Linked DNA regions of Mus musculus: region 2 is linked to region 1. A link is a contact called in public promoter capture Hi-C data. All regions are on one chromosome and are shown on one strand. The core of a region is the stretch at or near the end of the contact, and the rest is flanking DNA. Distances in the headings are between cores, read along the strand shown. Region 1 has its middle 29 kb from the start of Atp6v1g3. Region 2 holds the start of 2310009B15Rik (RIKEN cDNA 2310009B15 gene).

Region 1 (6,375 bases), core at 2,630-5,129:
GCAGAAGGGAGGGCTGCTTGTGGTAAGTCAGCCCTCCTTAAGGGCAGTTGTTGATGCTTCCAGGGTGCCGGATATCACTCTCCATTCTCAAGGTCTGGGAATGATTGTCTTTAATTACCTGTTTGGTTTTACTCCCATATTTCTGGACTACTACATCTGTTTTGAATTTTCTGTCAATTACTAAAGCAATATATATTCCACGAAGAAAATTTAGGAAATACAGAAGACAGGAAAATAAAATAAAATGGGCTCATAACTCTGTCATCCTGCAGTAACCACATTAGCATTTTGCTCTGTTCTTCCAAGCGTTCGGTTTTACAAAACCGGGATGATGTTGTAGATGATGCTTTATGCTCTCCTCTGTTCCTGTCTATCCATTTCCCTGCATCCAACCCTCCTCATCCTTTAGCATCTACTCAGCTGTTGTCTCTAGGGGTCGTCTGGTAGAGTCCATGATCCTTCCATAAAATCGCTTGTTTGCTTCAACATTCTAATCTTTCTCTGTGAACCCTCTAAATGTTTAGCTACTGTTCGATTGTGTGGCCAATACTCCTAGAGGAAAACAATATATTACTGTGCTAACCCCTCAGAATGTTGTTCCTCTATCCCAATATCCCTAGCTCTGTATTCCCAGTGTTCCATTGGCCCTGGAATTGTTCTTGGGGTGTCTTGTGCTGATCCTTGAGTTCTATTTCCTCACAGGTCTTCACTAGACTCAATACAAGTATCTCATTGGCCTCAGTGCATTGTTTAGGACCAACAGAAATATTTATATGAAAAAATAAATCAAACATAAGACAGCCTTGTACATAGTAAGTCTTCAATACAAAGGAATCTTATTTACATTACTATCATCCCTCTCCCCCTCCCCTCCCCCTTCCTTCCCTCCCCCTCCCCCTCCCCTCCTCTCCCCCTCTCCCTCTCTCTGTGTTGTTCATATAGACATCACCTCCCTGCAGAGTGTGGGATGCTGCCATTGCACACAGTCTATAGAAGTATGAACCCCTGGGGGCATTCAGCCATTTCCAGTAGGAAGGATATGACAATGGTGGTGTTGCATATCAATGAGTGCTGTGAGAATCTCAGGCTTCAGTAAGCATGGTCTATTTCCATTGCACGCATACTAATCAGCCCTGCAACTCCATAGGTACTGTGAGACGCATGGTGTCTTGATATGCGTTAAAGACATTTTACAACTTAGAGGGGAAGAACCTTCTCCTGATACAACTGATACTTTCCCTCCTTGGCAACTAATGGACCTCCTGTGTAAGCCTATGAAATTTATGGAAAATGCTTGGGAAACATAGTGTTCCCCAGAGGGGGAAATAATAAGTGCTTGCATGCCTGGAAAGAGAAAAGCGAAGGGAGGCAGATGGAATTTCATGTTACTTGACTCCTAGATACACCTGCCCAACCTTGCAGCCGACTGGGTCATAACAAAGGGATAAATGCAGTAGGAACTATCGATGCATACTAGATTGCACTATGGAGGGGTTTCCATTTCATACAGCAAGAGCCAGACAGGAAATGTATTATTTATAGCAGCTTATTTATAGGAGATAGAGTTCTCAGGACACGGCTTTCTGTTTTATGAACTTATCTCCAATACAATTATCATATGTAAACATTCTACTTCCTACTGCTCCTCAGGATGGCCTTGTGGATAAATGTACTTTCCCATCACTAAAAGTATCTGTGTAACACAGTAGAACTAACTTATTGAAAACTTCATGGTAAAAGAGTGAATATCCTTGTGAGGATGCGGAGAGCAGGTAGAAGACAAGGTGAACTCAGAAGGCTCTCTCAGAGGCTACAAACGGGGTCTTTTTCATTATCATCTCCAGTGGTTTATCTTCATTATTTTATATTTTCATACCCAGCACTTGGTTCTTCTTAGCTATCTTTGTTGTACAAACTGGGAGGTCACCAAAGTGCAGTGAATTCAAAATAAATAGAATACAGTTAAAAAATTCAAGTCCATGAACCCAACATTCAAAATCTATAGAGTCACAACAGGGGCCATAGCTCTTTCAAGCTTATGATGTACACATAGGGAATGTGAGGACCTCAGGAAAAAATTTATTGGGATTGCCTTGTAGAATAAAATGGTATTCTAGGCATCCTGATCTTAAGGGCTCCAAATTTATAGCTTTTAAAAAAAAAAGCAAATAAACATACCGATTGCATAGGAAAACCTACAAATGCACAGACTCCAGAAAGGAAAAACCATTTTCTGGCTTCCTCCATATCAGCTCCCTCATACCACCCTGCTGCATGGCTGCCAGCCAACTCCATGGCAAGCCATTTTAAAAGCAACTGTGTGGCTCCATATTGATTGGCAACATGCAATTCGGCTCCATAAAGTCTGCAGAATGAATCAGGAGCTAATGCGGTTACATGCCCAGGTTCAATGTATCTTTGTTTGCTTACCAGAGGAAAAAACAATTCAACAGCAGGCAGTTTACAGTCCTGATTATAACTGGCTGGTGCAGTTCAGTCCTCCGTACCCTGGCAAAAGTCAGCCAACAGATTTGGTGATTTCATTTTTTATTTATTTTATTGTATAAAGCTAGTCTTTAATGGCTCATTTGTGATTGAGTGCAGAATTTCAGAGTCTCATACTATTGAGGTCTTTTAAACCTCAGGGTCTAATCAAGCTTATCTAGTTACACCCATATGACAATGACACGTCCGGGTGAACACATAATACATGTGCTATTTTATCTGTATGAAAAAATTTGGCCTTGGCTCATTCTAACAGTAAATCTGTTGGTTTAGCCCAGAGAATCAGAAGATAGATAACAGCTGTCCAGTGTGTGGGTTCTATTTAAGGAACAATTAGCTTGTGATAAATACTCCGATTTGAGACCAGAGTATCGAGTTACTATGGAATAAGAGTTTCATTAATGATTATTATCATATGTGTTGTTATGGTTCAAAATAGGGCTTTGCAAATTGTTACTGGATATTTAGCTCTTTCTACTAGCATGCTTTGTAATTACTGGCATGGTCCTCTATTAAATTTGAGGTATGACAGATCTCTTTGGGGGCCATAATAGAGAGGAAGGCTAGGTTTTATTTCGTGAGAGCTTTGAAAGCAACTGAGATCCTCTGACACTGTTGTATTTACTTGTTTTGATAATACCCCCCCCCCCCCCCCCGCTCGCTAGTCAAAAGAGATAATTCCTGAGCCTGTAAAAAGCAAATCATCTAATTTGTACTCAGACTCGGGAACATTTACTGCCGTTCAATAAAACATGAAGCAGAAGTAAGACATAAAGCACAGGGGCGTTCCACAACCTGCCTTCTTCAGCCTGCAAGTGTTTCATTTCCCAGGCTCCAGCCTGCTTTCCTTCCTTTAAATCGTCCAAGTGAGCTGGCTTTCTGCCACAGTCTCTTCCTCTCACACAAGCAGGATGTATGCTTTAATATTGCTGATACTAGATTTTCTGTCTTTTAAATACGTTCCATAATGAAAGAGGTGAGGATAAGGAAGGGAGGAAGAAGTGTGATTGCATCCTCTCTCTCTCTCTCTCTCTCTCTCTCTCTCTCTCTCTCTCTCTCTCCCTCCCTCCCTCCCTCCCTCCCTCCCTCCCTCCCTCCCCCTTCCTCCACCTTCCCTAGAAAAGACCGTTCAGACACAAGATTGACACAGGTGAGCTTACAGAAGTGAGATTCTGACTTTTCAGCCTGTGTTAGCTTGCCTTCTGATACGGCAATGACCACCATGGCCAAAAGCAACGGGAGGGAGAGAAGGCTCATTTCATCTCACAGTTATGGTCTGTCGTGAAGGGAAGTCAGAGCAGGAACTCAGGCAGGAACCTGGTTTCAGGAACTGAAGCAGAGGCCATGAGGGACTGCTGCTTACTGGCTTGTTCCTCCTGGCTTCTTTAGCTAAGTTTCTTATGCCGTCCAGGACCTCCTGCTCAGAGATGGCATGATTCCCAGTGGGCTGAACCCTCCCATATAAATGACTAATCAAGAAAATCCCCAAAGACTTACTTAATTCTAGACCAGTCTAATGGAGGCATTTTTTTTAAGTCGAGGTTCCTTCTTCCCAGATAACTCAAGCTTCTGTCAAATTAGTTTTGTTTTGTTTTTTTTTTTGACAAAAACTACTCTAATTTGAAAAGAACTAGGTAACATCTTTTTTTTTTTTTTTCCATTTTTTATTAGGTATTTAGCTCATTTACATTTCCAATGCTATACCAAAAGACCCCCTTACTCACCCACCCCCACTCCCCTACCCACCCACTCCCCCCCTTTGGCCCTGGCGTTCCCCTGTACCGGGGCACACAAAGTCTGCGTGTCCAATGGGCCTCTCTTTCCAGTGATGGCCGACTAGGCCATCTTTTGATACATATGCAGCTAGAGTCAAGAGCTCAGGGGTACTGGTTAGTTCATAATGTTGTTCCACCTATAGGGTTGAAGATCCCTTTAGCTCCTTGGGTACTTTCTCTAGCTCCTCCATTGGGAGCCCTGTGATCCATCCATTAGCTGACTGTGAGCATCCACTTCTGTGTTTGCTAGGCCCCGGCATAGTCTCACAAGAGACAGCTACATCTGGGTCCTTTCAGTAAAATCTTGCTAGTGTATGCAATGGTGTCAGCATTTGGAAGCTGATTATGGGGTGGATCCCTGGATATGGCAGTCTCTACATGGTCCATCCTTTCATCTCAGCTCCATACTTTGTTTCTGTAACTCCTTCCATGGGTGTTTTGTTCCCACTTCTAAGGAGGGGCATAGTGTCCACACTTCAGTCTTCATTTTTCTTGAGTTTCATGTGTTTAGGAAATTGTATCTTATATCGTGGGTATCCTAGGTTTTGGGCTAGTATCCACTTATCAGTGAGTACATATTGTGTGAGTTCCTTTGTGATTGTGTTACCTCACTCAGGATGATGCTCTCCAGGTCCATCCATTTGGCTAGGAATTTCATAAATTCATTCTTTTTAATAGCTGAGTAGTACTCCATTGTGTAGATGTACCACATTTTCTGTATCCATTCCTCTGTTGAGGGGCATCTGGGTTCTTTCCAGTTTCTGGCTATTATAAATAAGGCTGCTATGAACATAGTGGAGCACGTGTCCTTCTTACCAGTTGGGGCTTCTTCTGGATATATGCCCAGGAGAGGTATTGCTGGATCCTCCGGTAGTACTATGTCCAATTTTCTGAGGAACCGCCAGACTGATTTCCAGAGTGGTTGTACAAGCCTGCAATCCCACCAACAATGGAGGAGTGTTCCTCTTTCTCCACATCCTCGCCAGCATCTGCTGTCACCTGAATTTTTGATCTTAGCCATTCTCACTGGTGTGAGGTGGAATCTCAGGGTTGTTTTGATTTGCATTTCCCTGATGATTAAGGATGTTGAACATTTTTTCAGGTGCTTCTCTGCCATTCGGTATTCCTCAGGTGAGAATTCTTTGTTCAGTTCTGAGCCCCATTTTTTAAGGGGGTTATTTGATTTTCTGAGGTCCACCTTCTTGAGTTCTTTATATATGTTGGATATTAGTCCCCTATCTGATTTAGGATAGGTAAAGATCCTTTCCCAGTCTGTTGGTGGTCTTTTTGTCTTATAGACAGTGTCTTTTGCCTTGCAGAAACTTTGGAGTTTCATTAGGTCCCATTTGTCAATTCTCGATCTTACAGCACAAGCCATTGCTGTTCTGTTCAGGAATTTTTCCCCTGTGCCCATATCTTCAAGGCTTTTCCCCACTTTCTCCTCTATAAGTTTCAGTGTCTCTGGTTTTATGTGAAGTTCCTTGATCCACTTAGATTTGACCTTAGTACAAGGAGATAAGTATGGATCGATTCGCATTCTTCTACATGATAACAACCAGTTGTGCCAGCACCAATTGTTGAAAATGCTGTCTTTCTTCCACTGGATGGTTTTGGCTCCCTTGTCGAAGATCAAGTGACCATAGGTGTGTGGGTTCATTTCTGGGTCTTCAATTCTATTCCATTGGTCCACTTGTCTGTCTCTATACCAGTACCATGCAGTTTTTATCACAATTGCTCTGTAGTAAAGCTTTAGGTCAGGCATGGTGATTCCACCAGAGGTTCTTTTATCCTTGAGAAGAGTTTTTGCTATCCTCGGTTTTTTGTTATTCCAGATGAATTTGCAAATTGCTCCTTCTAGTTCGTTGAAGAATTGAGTTGGAATTTTAATGGGGATTGCATTGAATCTGTAGATTGCTTTTGGCAAGATAGCCATTTTTACAATGTTGGTCCTGCCAATCCATGAGCATGGGAGATCTTTCCATCTTCTGAGATCTTCTTTAATTTCTTTCTTCAGGGACTTGAAGTTTTTATCATACAGATCTTTCACTTCCTTCGTTAGAGTCACGCCGAGATATTTTATATTATTTGTGGCTAT
Region 2 (6,375 bases), core at 1,503-4,002, 610 kb before region 1:
TGTTGCTATTCAGTGACATTCAGAATTGCCTCTGGTATTACACTATCACTTTGAACAAAGCTAAGTCACTGCCCTACACAGGAATTTACCATCATCTAGGAAGAAGGAAGTTTGAGACCTAAGGAAGAACCAGAGTAGATACTTAGAACTATAGATAGCTGAGTTACACCCATTCACACGTATTTACAATGGCCTAGGGGGAAGGTGGACTATACAATAGACTAAAATAGGAACTATGGCAAGGGCACGAAGCCCTTGACCCTGGCTTCTAAGATTAAGTGAACTTTAGGTGGAGCTTTTTTTGATCCCAGTTGTTAACAATGAATTCTATCCCTGTTAGACCTTCTGTGTTTGTATTCCTCTGTTTTGTGTAAGAATCCAGTAACCTATTTGTACCTTGCTGGTGTGTCACCCAACTTCCCTATTTTCTTCTGTATAAAAAGTTTGATGCTCAATTTGACACATTACATTCAGATTCTACACAACCTCTCCTGTGTACATCTGTCTGTCATTCCCTCCGATGCTTTGCCCACTTGCCCCAGAGACCCATTCCATGCAGACAAAGGGATCCAGAGGGTCTGTGGCAGCTCACAATTTTAGAGTGTTATCATCTATAAACATTATGGTGCAGAGTAAGGCAGGAGGCAGGCAGGCAGGCATGATGCTGGAGCATCTAATTTACATCTAATTCATAAGCATAGGGGCAGAGACAAAGAGAGAGCTAAATGGGAATGGTGTGTGCTTCCTGAACCTGAAAGCCCACCTTTAGGGGCACACTTCCTCCAACATCTCCTAATCCTTCCCAAATAGTTCCACCAACTGTGGATCAAGTGTTTAAACAATGAGTCTACAGTGATTGTTCTCATTCAAGCTCTACATCTACCTTCTGAGCTTGGACTTGGTGCTCTCACTTTCATACAGCTTTGGCTAATGTGAATGGAGGAGTCTCCGAAAAAGAAAGAATGCACACAAAGATGAGCTAAAATTCAAGGCCAATGGGGGCCTTTCAAAGCAAGAGACACGGGAAAGAAAACTGGATGCTGATGATCAGATTAAACCTGAAAATAGATATTTAGAATGCTTTGTGTTGTTAGTAGTGAGTTATTCTCTCATCTCATTTCAACTTTGATTACATTTTAAAGGTGCATCTGTAAGAATGCAAGCAGTGGTATCATGTGACTAATACAAAGATCAGCCTGTGTGCCCAGAGGCATAGACTAACCAGGATGATTCTTTTTCTTAGACTGGGCTATAGCTGGAACTCAGTAGGTAGCTCAGGCTGGCCACAAACATAATCCTCATGTCTCCACCTCTGAAGCCCATAAATCTAATTTTGTGGTGTTGGTTGGGGGCGAACAGGAACATGACCTATGCTTAAATTCTCAAGTTTAATGATAATCATGTTGGGTGAATTTAACTTTGGTCCCATCTTTCCAGATTTCCTTAAAGTCCCTCAGAACATCAGGTAGTCTTCAAATGGCAAATATACTACTCCAATGTAAAGGAACATTTAAACACAGGATTCAAATTTATTAATTCACTGAGTTTTACAATATACCAATAGAGTTGTTTCCATCTGTGATTAAGGACATCAAATCGGGGGCTGGACAGATGGCTTAGTGGTTAAGAGCACTTCTAGAGGTGCTGAGTTCAATTCCCAGCAACCACGTGGTGGCTCACAACCATCTAAAATGGAACCCAGTGCCCTCTTGTGGTGTGTCTGAAGAGAACAACAGTGTACTCACATACATAAAATAAATAAATACATAAATCTTAAAAAAAAAAAAAACAGGGCTGGTGAGATGGCTCAGTGGGTAAGAGCACCCGACTGCTCTTCCGAAGGTCCAGAGTTCAAATCCCAGCAACCACATGGTGGCTCACAACCATCCGTAACAAGATCTGACTCCCTCTTCTGGTGTGTCTGAAGACAGCTACAGTGTACTTACATAAAATAATAAATAAATCTTTAAAAAAAAAAAAAAAACAACAACCCAAAACCATCAAATTGTGGTTTCGGAGTTGCAGGGTAAATCAGTGTAAAAAGGAATTGAATTGTCTTTGGTGGCTTTGACAACTTTCTCCTGTCCAACTAACCCACTCTTGCTAAGGATTCACTCCTGCCAATAGCTCTTTACACCAAAGAGCACTAACTACTCAATAACACTGCCTACTCTTGAAATTCAGGCTATGGCATCCAAGGCTGGGGGTGCTGTTAATTTAATGAACACATAAAATTGTTTCTTGGGATCGTGCTAATTTCCCTAAATTTTGTAGGAGTATGGGTGTCACTTTCTCAGACAGGATTTTAGGTTTGGTTTTGTGAAAACTTCACTACACTCTTTGTGTGAGACTTTTCCTTGATTTTCATTCTAGAGTGAGCCAATGAACCATATCACCAAGCTTGTGATTCCAGCTTCATTCCTGTCACACATGACCAGCAAATACGCAGCCTTTTCTATATGGGCTGAAGGTGCTTTCCTTCTTATTATTTTTTTAAACAAGTATGATTATGCAGAATACGATCTAGCTTGATAGGAAATGAAAATGCTCGTCCTTTATCTGAGAAAAAAATAGTAGCGACTTTAAGAGTAAAGAAGGCACCTTCTTCCAGTCTTCATATGCATAATTTTCTTTGCAGAGGACCCAGATGGAGGGAGCTGAAGACTGAGAGGCAGCCCAGTCTACACTGAACAGTGCTCCGCCTCCCCTCTTCGCCCCGCCCCTAGACCGACCCCGCCTCCCCTGCCCACGCCCCACCTCCGGCCCCGCCTCCCACCGCGCCGGCGCCATGGCCGCCCAGGGGATCTGGACGCTGGCGAGGGTATCGCTTGGGAGGCCACCGCCTCGGGCCGAAGGTTTCCGACAGCAGCTCAACTCAACCCTCGGTTCGACTTCCGAAGGAGCCCGCGGCGGCTCCGCGGCCGACTCGTGGGGAACGCCCGAAGGAGAACCAAGGCATCCAGCGAGCCGAGAGTTAACTGCAGCGGAGAGGCACATCGTCGAGCTGCACCGGGCCGCCTGCGCGGTGAGGCCCGCTCCAGCCTGCCCCGCGCGCGGCCTCTGCGCCTGCGCGCGCCCGGCCACCCGACCCCGAGGCGGCCCGGCCGGGAGGTGTTGGACCTCCGGCCTGGGGCGGGTCGGCCTGGGGCGTCCGCTCAGAGGGTCCTGCGAGAAACCCGGTCGCACTTTTGCGTTCCGGACAGAGAGGTGTCTGCCCTGAGATGGGAGGCTCGCGAGGCTCGGTTTTTGATCTGCGTCCCAGCTAAAGGCTTGTCTCGGTTTGTGTGTGTGCGCGCCCTCCAGCGTGTGAGTGTGTTGTGTGGGGGAAATGGGTGCTGAGGAACTGAGGGTAGGACTGAGCTCTTACAGGGAACGTATGTAGTACAGACATGTTGCCTGTGCGTGATAACTCGAGCAGCCTGCCATCCAGTGACTTTAGTAATGCAAACATAAGACAGACGCTTTACATTTTTGCCCCGTGTCCTCTCATCCTTTGCCTCCAGTCCAAGTGAGCGAAAGAAATTATAATCAGGCAAGTTTGCATTTTTCCTTAGGCATTCTTAAATCACCTTTTCTTCTGGTTTATGGATTTGACAATTGCTTGTCACCACCAATATCTAACCTTATCTCCCTTCAGTTTCCTGACACTTTAGAATACAATAGTTTGAAGATAGCATTATTTATATTTTAAGTTTTATAATGATGTAAGAGTGACTTGTAATAAATCTGTGTATTAAGCTCTGTGTTTGGCTAGTACTTGATAAGACCACTTATTTGGTTTGGCTTGAGACACAGGCAGAGGCAAACCTTGAACGTTTCCTAAAGTTGACACTCAGCCTTGGGAGTAGTATGTCCCAAAAATCCACTGTCTAACCCCTTCATGTGTTGCAAGTGAATAAAGATTTATCGAAAAATTATTGACAGCCTTTGACCGTTCTTGCTTGTGCTCTTATTTTAAGTATAACAAACACATGCAGTTTGTTTCCACAAGTCACCATACAAATATGGTTTGTAAAACCCAGAAGTCTTATCATTTTTCAAGGCAAACAACAGTGGCCTGTATAGATTGGTTCGATCAACATAGCAAAAGGAAGGCAAGTATTTGCACCGGGGAACCCACAACCTTTTCATCAGTGGGGTTTCACAGGTCATGTGACTGTCCAGGAGACCAGAAGCAAACCCAAAAACATGCTTGGTATATATAGCTCCCAAATGACAGTATTTTTCCATGCCTCAAGGGAGATAGCGCCTTATCGTGCTCCCATTCCTGCACTGGCTATCTTGCTTTCCATAGACATCTTGCTCTCCAGTCAAAGCGTCAGCAAACTTGCCTCATCTTCGTTGCCATCTTTATCCAAGGCTCATTTAGTGAGAAGAAATTGTGTGTAGGCAGTCAGCAAACTTAGAGGTACGCCATCCACATGTAGAGCAACCTGCTAAGCTTCCGGATCGCCAGATAATTGTCTCCAGAAAACATCCAGAAGCTAAGCGAAGACTATAAAGGCTTTGCAGTGTTTCGTTTATTTGCCTTCCAGGTCGTCAAGCATGAGCTTTGTGGGAGGAGAAAGAGAAAAAAGGAAATGAGGTTCTGACAGTGGGTCATTCTAAAGTAGTGTTGGGTGCATCTGGTGCCACATGGCCTTGGGATTTGAGAGCAGCATTGGGACTTGCTAGTTTCTTAACTGCCCTGATCTATTTGTGCAGCAATGCCTGAGAGTGAACCCAGACTTGAACTAAAATATAAGTTGACCTGAATGTCAACCATAATGAGTGACATCATTAAGTATAACGCTGGATAGCTGAAGTTCTTGATGACCAAATGGAAACTGTTTGCCAGAGGCCGCAAAACTGGTACATGCCTTGCATCCCAACACTAAAGCAGACAGGTTGGTTGTGAGCTTGAGGCCAGCCTGATCTACAAATCTGTGGGCCAGGCAAGGTCATATAGTTAGAGCATCAGCGAGAGAAAGAGCAAGGGAGAGAGAGGGGGATATGCATGTCAGAAGACCTGCTGCCTTCATGCATATTTTAATGAAAGTCTATAGGCAGGAGTGATACACTGAGTTTCTAATGGTCAAAGTGCTATATAAAAACCCACTGGGAAGTTCCCCTATAAAATCTGGAGGCTAAGAAACATCATTAATGTGATATACGTCCGAGGGAGGAGTTACAATTTGCCTTTCCCTGCACACACTGTGCTTTGGGGGATTTATTTTTTTAAATCATAATTGCATATAAGTGGGAAATGCATCCCTGAAGTTTGAAGTGGTATCCTGGAAGTTGCTGTTGATCAAGCTTATTAAGCCAGTGAGTGTTAATGTGGCAAAACAATACCTTCTCAGTCAAGACTAGATCTACCAAAACTGGCGAGGGAGAGGACAAGAAAACCGTGGACCTTGCAGGGCAGTAACACATCGGGAAGGTCTAGAAAATATTCAATAACAGCAAAGGCAATGCTTCTCTGTGAGGCCTGTTTGGCTTTGATTAGCACCTTTTCTGTGAGTTTAAATCATTATCCACATATTGTAAGCACTGAAATTGTAACTGCCGCTTCTGAGTGCAGTTCATTTCCAGCCTCTTAAGCTCTTAAAGTCATCTAAATCACCTGTTATTAAGCTCGTTACCTAGAAGCAGAATGAAAAATATCAGAGCAGCAGCCACATAGTTGTCGCATACAGAGGAGTTCTTGTTTTTCCACCCACTTCTCATTTTACTCAAAACTGTATGCTTTTCCCTTTAATCACATACAGTTAGCTTATATATAACGTAGAAATGCACGTGCTCTTTAATTGCAAATGCCACTACAATTACTGGAAAAGAAATTTAATACTGTCCTTTTAAAAAAAATTTACAATCATTTTGGACTAAAAATATTACTAGGGAGATATGATGAACATTAACAAAGATTGATGTATTGTTTTATTACTCTTCAGGCTGGCCAGCTAAGCTATATGGACCCAGCTACCGGCTATGTGGTTCTCACAAGGCTGGCCCACTTGCAGAGAGGCGCCTGCTGTGGCTCTGCCTGCAGACACGTGAGTAACAATTCTCGAATTACCCTGGCAGTTTGCTGAGCTTCTGTAACTTCATAAATACCTATTATTTGAACAACAAGTCAAATAAAAAAGCTAAATAGACCTAGAGTGTGCTTTTCACAAGCTGTTTTAGCAAAGGACAATGAAGCTGTTAGTACCAACACAGGACCTTTAAAGTTAATGGAATTTTGTAACATTTCACTGCAAGCATCGGCTCCTCCAAATGCTAAGACTTGAAATTCAGGGGAGCTCTTTATATATCGAGGAAAGCTTTCACGAAGCCTGAAAGGCAGGCACAGAGGGCAGGAAAAGAAACCAAATGAAAAAAAAAAAAGAAAAG

What was found. Promoter capture Hi-C pulls out the DNA fragments that hold promoters and counts their contacts.
Region 2: a promoter capture Hi-C map of hippocampal neurons shows a contact between it and region 1, with 2.6 times the contacts expected there. The contact joins the promoter of 2310009B15Rik here to the enhancer-like site in region 1. A contact is called at or near these places in 7 of 39 promoter capture datasets (the 3T3-L1 cell line, the C10 cell line, cranial neural crest and 4 more), 1 of 484 Hi-C or Micro-C datasets (embryonic fibroblasts), 2 of 115 datasets of contacts at active chromatin or transcription factors (craniofacial prominence and neural tube) and 2 of 9 other capture datasets (adipose tissue and liver).

The regions. Positions count from the first base shown.
Region 1 is chr1:138,241,650-138,248,024 of GRCm38.p6, reverse strand. No RefSeq gene overlaps it. Among named protein-coding and RNA genes, the nearest start is that of Atp6v1g3, 29 kb to the left of the region's middle. Within about 2 kb of position 3,879, at least 52 of the 459 cell types and tissues checked have an H3K27ac peak or open chromatin away from gene starts, as enhancers often do. A contact at or near this core is called in adipose tissue and hippocampal neurons, where this site is marked.
Region 2 is chr1:138,853,231-138,859,605 of GRCm38.p6, reverse strand. It overlaps 2310009B15Rik (RIKEN cDNA 2310009B15 gene), which reads left to right and starts at 2,752. Exons shown (of 3, transcript NM_001081226.1): 1 at 2,752-3,025; 2 at 5,934-6,035. The coding sequence starts at 2,789.